Regions from separate parts of the Sus scrofa genome. Here region 2 is linked to region 1. Evidence: chromatin contacts called from public Hi-C data. All regions are on one chromosome and are shown on one strand. Each heading gives the region's core, a stretch centred on a gene start, on an enhancer-like site or on the middle of the called end of the contact. The rest is flanking DNA. Distances are from core to core; before and after follow the strand shown. Region 1 holds the start of EIF3D (eukaryotic translation initiation factor 3 subunit D). Region 2 holds the start of MYH9 (myosin-9).

Region 1 (4,051 bases), core at 163-2,662:
CTCCCCCCATTTTAGGGATAAAAATGGGCAGTTCTGCCAAATCGAGCAGTTGATCTGCCCATCATTTCAAAATGGATTTGATTTCTAAGGCTGTCTGCCCAAGTCCAAGGCTCTTCCCATGATTTTATAGCTGAAAAGCAGTCTGAAAAGATCTGGGGTTTCAGGCCGTATCAAGAAGGCAGTATCTCCAAACACACTTAAAAAAAAAGTCTCCTTGTTTTGGCAGAGCTCATGGAAAACAGGCCCAAGGTTTGACAGCATTTCTCCAGGGGGCAGAAGTCACCTGGTTTCAACACACGTAATCTAAGAATGAGCAGAATGGAACCAGCAGGAGAAACTAAGCCTTTCAGTTAAAAGGGAGTGACAGCTGTACTGGCTACAGAGGCAGGATGAGGAGGCACCAACAGGGCAGTCAGAGGCGGCCTTGTGGCCGGCAGGCCCCAGTACTGTGTACGTTTTCGCGGCCACTGCGGTCACCAATTGCTGGAAAGTAGGGAGTTTCAGATCAGACATCACGCTACTCCATCCTAGACTTCCATTTCACACAAAAGTAAGAGAACTTGGACTGTGAACTCCTCAGAGCAGGGCCGAACACCGCTCGGTTTGGCACCCCCAATACCTCACTCATAAAAACTCAGGGAGCCATGGGCCACTTTAAAAAGATCCTGAGACCCACTTGGGTTAAGTAATATGATCACATTCGCCCACCCCCTGGCCGCTAAGCGTTATCTGGGGCCAGGGACCACAACCTCAGGGAACTGCCCGGCATCCCGCACTGGGTCCGGCCCCGAAGGCCGATACCTGTCCCGCCCGTGGAAGGACAGCGGCAGCAGGAGGGGGTGTACAGAGGTCTCTTCCGGTAAGCCCCCCCGGAAGGCCAGGCGCAGCCCAAGTCGGCTCCGGAGATCCGCAGGACCGTACGGAACACGACACTCACCCGCAACGGCTTTAGCCGGCCCCGATGGCGAGAGATAGTGCAGGCCGGAGACCGCGCCACAGCCTGCGTTTCAAGGAATCGGGAAAGGAGGAGAGATGCGCGCGCAGCGGCCGGTGCCGTAAACACGACCCGCTATGTCGTAAATAGCTCGCCAGCTTCCTTCCGGTTCGGCGGCGGAACGCACGAGTCGTAAAGTGAAGGCACACCCGGAAGTATATCGGTGTTCTTTTCGAGGTGTTCTTATTAGCCTCCGAGGCTGCAAGACTCCAGAGGATGTTTGCCGTTACGTCATGGGGTATCCGGGGACGCTCCGAGAAGGCGTTCAAGTTTTTTAAAACGTGGCGGCTCTCAGTTGAAGCTGGAGGTGGCGAGTGGCTGACAGCGCCTTTATGTCCCACAATGCCTCGCGGGACGCTTCGGCCTCTCTGTGTCCCGCAACGACCCCAGGCTCCTACCTTCTTTTAGCGCTGGTGTGTTTCGATTCTCCCCGCTAGGGGGAGGTCGAGCGTCTCAGGCAGATTTTGTCGTGATTCCTGGTTTTTTCACGGTTTCGGAAGCTGAGGCCAGGAGATGCAAAGTGACCTCGTAAGATCACACTGCTAGTGTGGAGGGTGGCTGCCTGGGTTTAAACCATACCTCTACGGTTGTCAAACCTTATAATTCGACAAAGATTTCTGGAGTGTTAATTTGAAAAAAATGTAGATTTTGGGTCTAACGTCCATGGAGCCCAGGAACCTGCATTTTTATTAGCAGCTGTGATTCTGAAGTGGTGACTCAGGAACCACTTTCCTACAATGGCATTTTTACATATTATTTTTTATTTTATTTTATTTTATTTATTCATTTTTTTTTCCCACTGTACAGTAAGGGGGTCAGGTTATCCTTACATGTATACATTACAATTACATTTTTTCCCCCACCCTTTGTTCTGTTGCAACATGAGTATCTAGACATAGTTCTCAATGCTATTCAGCAGGATCTCCTTGTACGGTGCTGTCCTTTTAGAAACTCCCAGCTTACCGAGTTTGTTCTGGAGTCTTATTGGGGAATTTCAAAACATTAAAAGAAAATCTGAGCATGTGATTTTTGTTCAAACCTCAGATTTTTTTCTACCTGGTCTCCCAAGTTTCCTTATCAGTCTCTCAGCATGTCTTCTTTATTGGAAAATAAATCTGCTATTAGATCTGATAACTGGTCACGGCCATGCCACTTACTAGCTGTGTAGCCCTCACATCTCTGGGTCTCAGTTTCCTTATCTGTAAATTGAAGATGAAAATAAGAGGGTACAGTGAAGGTAAAAATAAATGTATGTGAAAATACTGAAGAATCCACTTACTAGTCGGGAGAACCTGGATAGGTTCTAGATCTCTCTAAACCTTGTTCACCTGTAAAATGCAAATGGTAATAGCAGCATGTGTTTCCACAGTTCTTTCCTGATCTGTTCATCTTCCTCATCTTCTAGTTTTTCTAATTTTTGTTCATGGTACCCATGGAATGGTGCTCATTGCAAAATGTGGTAGTCATCACTGGTAGTTCCTTTTCCCTTTTCCACCACATTCAGTCCTTCAATAAGTCCTCTTTATTCTTCAAAATACATTTTGGAGTTCCCTGGTGGCACAGTGGGTTAAGAACCCGGCATGGTTGCTGCTGTGGCTCAGATCCCTACTGTGGTGCGAGTTTGATCCCTGGTCATGGAACTTGCACATGCTGCAGGTGCAGCCAAAAAAAAAAAAAAAAAAAAAAAAAAAAAAAAAAAAAAAAAAAAAAAGAAAAAAGAAAAGAAAAATCTTGAACGCTGCCACTTTCCCCCATCATCTCCAGCTTCATGCTTGGACTCCCAGTGTCCACTCTTGTCCTTCTAGGGTTCCTTCTTGTCAGGGTGGTCAAAGCAATCTATTCACAGCCTTCCATCAGCTTCCCATTATGTACTTGGAGTGAAATGCAAATGTCTTCTCGTGGCCTGTCTGGTCCTTCACTACCCTTCATCTTTATATTCTGCCATTTTCTTCTCACTCAGCTCCAGCCGTCATGCTTTTCTTTTTATGCCAGGGGGCTGTGGTGAGAATTAAATGAGTTAGCGTAAGATCTTGGAATAGTACCAGGCACGTGGCCAGGGAGAGAGTGAATGAGGGCATGACCAGGTTACTCAGAAGGGTGGTTTGTTGAGGACACGGGCTGGTAAAGATCTAGGGGAGATGTGTCCCCGGCACCAGAGAACAGCAGGTGACAAGGTCCAAGGCAGAAAAGAGCCTGTGCATGACCCAGAAAGAGTAAGCTGCCATCTGGAAACGTGCAGGTCATGGAACAGTGTGTGATTTTATCCTCAGCATAAAGGTAAGCGACCGAAGGATTTTAAAGGGGGGCGGGATGGAGGGAGGGATGCTCTGGTCTAGCAGAAGGTGGGTCATGCCAGCTGCCCGTGGAGACTGGATAGTGGGATAGGCAGAAAGCGGCTGCAGAGGTGTCCATTGGGAGAGAAAGAAGGCACGATCTCCCACCCAAGCCCAGACACCCAATGTGAGGAGACGGACACGCCGGGTCCTTCTCCATCTGGGGCTGGCGGGGAGGTCAGGGCCCAAATGTAGAAAAGATGATTAAACTCTGACCCAAGAGAGAACCTGCAGCAGATGGCTGGTGGACCCACAGGGGGAAAAGAAAGAAAGAAAGAAAGAAGAAGACAGAAGACATGCTCCAAGCATCCAAGCCCTTCAGCATAAGTACATCTCCCCTTATATTTTAGCACATATTGCAAAGCACCGTTGATGTTGTGTACGCCAACATTAGCTGAGAACTGAGATAGGTGCCTGGGGAAATGTGCTAAATTCATTTTCTCATTTGACAGTTCGCCAAATATGCATCACCAGGCACTGTCCGAGGTCAGACAGCCAAGATTTTTTTTTTTTTTTTCGCCATTTCTTGGGCTGCTCTTGCGGCACATGGAGGTTCGAGGCCAGGGGTCTAATCGGAGCTGTAGCCACCAGCCTATGCCAGAGCCACAGCAACACAGGATCTGAGCCACATCTGCGACCTACACCACAGCTCACGGCAATGCCGGATCCTTAACCCACTGAGTGTGGCCAGGGATCGAACTCGAAACCTCATGGTTACTAGTCA
Region 2 (3,908 bases), core at 730-3,229, 150 kb before region 1:
CTCTGGGTTCTGCGAAGGATGGCCTGGCTCCCCTCTCCCAAGCCCATGACTCACCGTACCCTTCTGGGGTCTCTGTCATCTCTGCCTCACCTTAGTCATCTACGGATTTGTCTCGGCTCTCTCCTAGATGCCCAAGGGCAGGGGCCAGGTCTTACTCAACCTCACAGCCCCCACCACCTGGCAAAGTCCCTGGCACAGAGAAGCCCGTTAAATATTTGCTCAATTACACATCTGTGTGCCCTTCCCCCACCCCAGGAGCCTCGTATATAAACCGACTAATATTAATCAAGCGATTGTCTAAATAGGCCTTAAAGCAGCCTCCCTCCTTCCCAAAAGGGAATAAACTACCCACTGGGGTTGTAGACAGCAGAGTCTGAAACGGCCACAGTGTTGCAGGAAGGCGCTATAGCTCTTCTCCTTCAAGTTACTCAACAGTTACTTTGCAATCCTGTTAAAGCCAGGAAAGGGTGCAGTGAACCAAGAAGTGACTGGGCCTCTCAATTACCCAGCGGAGAGAGCCGCCGGTCTCCAGGACCTGGGACTTCCCAGGAACCTTCTCCCCACACCGGCTGGGTGGGGCCACAGACAACAACCCCAGCGCTCACCCTGCCCCCAACTCAACACAGCCGGCAACGTGGTCCAGCGGGGTTCTCGGTCTCCGTTTGAGACGCCGGGGCTCTGGGAGAGCTGGGAGGGGGGGGTGCAGTCCTGCCCTGGGCGCGGCCCCAGGACAGCAAGGGGTGAGCACCCAGCCCAGGGAAATTGACGGGGTGGGGGTGGGGGATAAGTAGAAAGCCCTGGATCTGGCCCAAACAGGGACGATGCAACAGCCCAGGCCAGGTCGTGAAGGAGCTGGGAGCAGCTCTCCCCGCCCCCGCCCCGGTGGGTCGGCCCGCAGGTGCGGTGGAATCAGGTGCGCGCCGGGACCTCGGAGATGGCTGCGGGCCTTCCCGGGCCTGTCTCTCCCGGGGATAAGTCAAAGGATGAGGGTCAGCGGGGGAAAGGCAAGTCTTTCCTTCCTCGAGCCCGGATCCCCGCCAGGTCCCTCTTCCCGGTGCACCCACCCGCACCTCGCCCGGTCCCCCTCCTCCCCCTGCCGATCACAGACGGGCAAATAAGGAAGTCGGTAGCGGAGGGCGGAAACTGAGCGGAGCTCAATGTCTGCTGCAGGATTGTCCGATTCTGAGTCAGTAGGACGCCCTGACAGCTGCCAAACGGTCCCTGTCTGTCCGTTACCTCGGTTTCGAAAACGCCTGGAAACTTCCAAAGAAGCCCGGGCTCCAAGACCCCCCTCCCTACTCTCACCCACGCGGCTGGGTCCGAGGCACAGAGGCTCCCGGAAGGGGTTAAAAAGTTTGCCTAACTTGGGCACTGGGCGAGGCGAGGGCGGGGCCCGTGCCCCGGCAGCTGGGGTAGGTCGAGGCTGCCGGGTGCCCGGCAGGCGGAGTGCGCCGACGGGAGAGTGGAGAGGATTGGGGGTTTCCGGGGAGCGCCCGGCCCCGAAGACTTCCTCTGCTCCCGAGGCCTCGCTTCCAGGGGCGCCGTCCCCTAGCGCCCGCGCAAGGGTCCCGGACCCTCTCCGCGAAGGATGCAGTGCCCCGGCCGGGCCCCGCAGCGTTCGTGCCCGCCCAAGTCGGTCACTGGCCGCGAGGCGGCCGAGAACCACAGGTCTGCCGGCTTGCTCCAGACGCCGCGCTTCCCGTCGCCCCCGCCCCCGCCCGCCTGCCCGGGCGGGACCCGCCGGTGGGGCTAGCTCACCTGAACCTGGATCTGCCCGAGGGAACTGAAGCTGCTTCTCCCGAGAGGGCTTTCTCTAGAGCTCAGGCGACAGTGGAGTGGGGCGAGCGCGCGAGGCGGGAGCTGCAGCAGGTCAGCCTCGCTCAGACTTCGGTGCCCTGCCCAGGAACCGCGGTGATCTGCGCGCCTCACCGCACCCTGCTCAGCTCCTCGCCTCCTTCCCGCCCCGCCCTCGCAGTGCCCGCCCATTCGGAGCCCAGCGCCGGCTGTGGGGCGGAGCCTGGAGGGACGTACACGCCCCCCAGGCTGTTGCACCCACTCCAGCCCGCTTGTGGTTAAGATGGACAGGCACCTGGACCTGTAAGAAGGAGGCGGGAGGAGCCTGTGGGGCCAGAGGGGTGGGATTCATCCTCCCCATCCGCCCCCACCTCCGCCTTCTGCACCTTCCCCCGCGCTTCCTAGGCGCGAGCCCCGCCCCCTAGGGCGGAACCAAAGAGCATCCAGGTTCCAGGAACCGGATTGACACAGTGAGAGTCCAATCAGGAGGAGGAGACTCTCAGCGGGCTCCAGGCCGGGATTTTGGTGCACTGCCCGAGCCAGGGCGAGGTGGGGCGGGAGGAGGCTGGGAAGGTCCGGGATTCTGACACCCCGCCCCGCGAGCTGATTTCCGTGACCCATGTCATCCTACCAGAACACATATGAAGTACCATATATGGGAAAAGTGCTGTTTTACAATTAAGATGGCCTGTGGGGGCGGACATGGACTCAGCCCTGGATCCGTTGTGGGAGCCCTGAGTTCGATCCCTGACCCTCTTTTTAGAGTGGGCCGGGAGTCTTTCAGCCTCCAGACCGTTGCTCAAACGGGTTCCCTCAGCCTGGAGTGCTGCTCTTTACCTCTATCTTCCTTTCAGATATTTTTGCAAAATGTTTTCTTAGGTTTTTTTCCTAGGTAGGCAAAGCACACTTTGTTTTTTTTTCGGTTTCTGCCTACAAGAGGATTAAATTTTTTAATTTTTAAAAGAATTGTTTACATTTTTAATCCATTTGGAATTCATTCTGATTTTGAAGTGGGAAAGAAATCTAACATAATTTTTGTGATAGCCAGCTGTCCACACACCATCACCACCTACCGAACTCATATATTCTTGGATCTATTTCTGAGGTGTATCCATTGATCTTTCTGTGTGTTCCTGTGCCAGTTCCACAATGCTTTAAGGATGGTAGCTTCATAATACATTATATATCTAAAGGGGCAAATTTCTCATTACTCTTTCTTTTTGGAATGTTCTTCCGATCATGACTAAACTATTCTTCCAAATGAACTTCAAAAGAAGTGCGATCTAAAGTCAAGAGAAAACTGGAAAACAGATTTTGCAACTCTGTGACAAAGAATTATTATCAATGATGTGTAAAGAACTCTTCTACGGCCATTAAAAAATAAATAAGTAAATAACTCCAAAATAAAAATGACCGAAAAGAAAAAGATGACTTAAAAAGAAGAAGTAAGGAGTTCCTGTCGTGGCTCAGTGGTTAACGGATCCGGCTAGGAACCATGAGGTTTCGGGTTCGGTCCCTGCCCTTGCTCAGTGGGTTAACGATCCTGCGTTGCTGTGAGCTGTGGTGTAGGTTGCAGACGCGGCTCGGATCCCGAGTTGCTGTGGCTCTGGCGTAGGCCGAGGGCTACAGCTCCGATTCGACCCCTAGCCTGGGAACTTCCATATGCTGTGGGAGCGGCCCAAAGAAATAGCAAAAAGACTAAATAAATAAATAAAAAGAAGTAAGAATCTATATGTATGTATGTATAACTGGGTCACCATGCTGTACAGTAGAAAATTGACAGAACACTATAAAGCAGCTATAATGAAAAAATAAAAATCATTATATAAAAAAGAAAAAGAAATATACATGGCCAGTAATTACGAAAAAATTAGTCATCTAAAATGCAAACACAACTAGATGGGATGCCATTTTTCACCTATCAATTTTTTTTTTTTTTTTTTTTTTTTTGTCATTTTGCCTTTTCTAGGGCTGCTCCCTCGGCACATGGAGGTTCCCAGGCTAGGGGTCAAATCAGAGCTACAGCTGCCAGCCTACACCACAACCACAGCAACGCAGGATCCAAGCCACGTCTGTGACCTACACCACAGCTCACGGCAACACCAGATCGTTAA

Evidence for each region. Hi-C and Micro-C count contacts between places; a contact is called where the count stands out from the background.
Region 2: a contact with region 1 is called in a Hi-C map of liver, with 5 times the contacts expected there. The contact joins the promoter of MYH9 here to the promoter of EIF3D in region 1. A contact is called at or near these places in 4 of 47 Hi-C or Micro-C datasets (embryonic fibroblasts, liver and skeletal muscle) and 1 of 2 datasets of contacts at active chromatin or transcription factors (alveolar macrophages).

The regions. Positions count from the first base shown.
Region 1 is chr5:11,210,673-11,214,723 of Sscrofa11.1, reverse strand. EIF3D (eukaryotic translation initiation factor 3 subunit D) reads right to left here and starts at 1,412. Exons shown (of 15, transcript NM_001244723.1): 1 at 938-1,412.
Region 2 is chr5:11,363,674-11,367,581 of Sscrofa11.1, reverse strand. It overlaps MYH9 (myosin-9), which reads right to left and starts at 1,979. Exons shown (of 45, transcript XM_021091538.1): 1 at 1,759-1,979.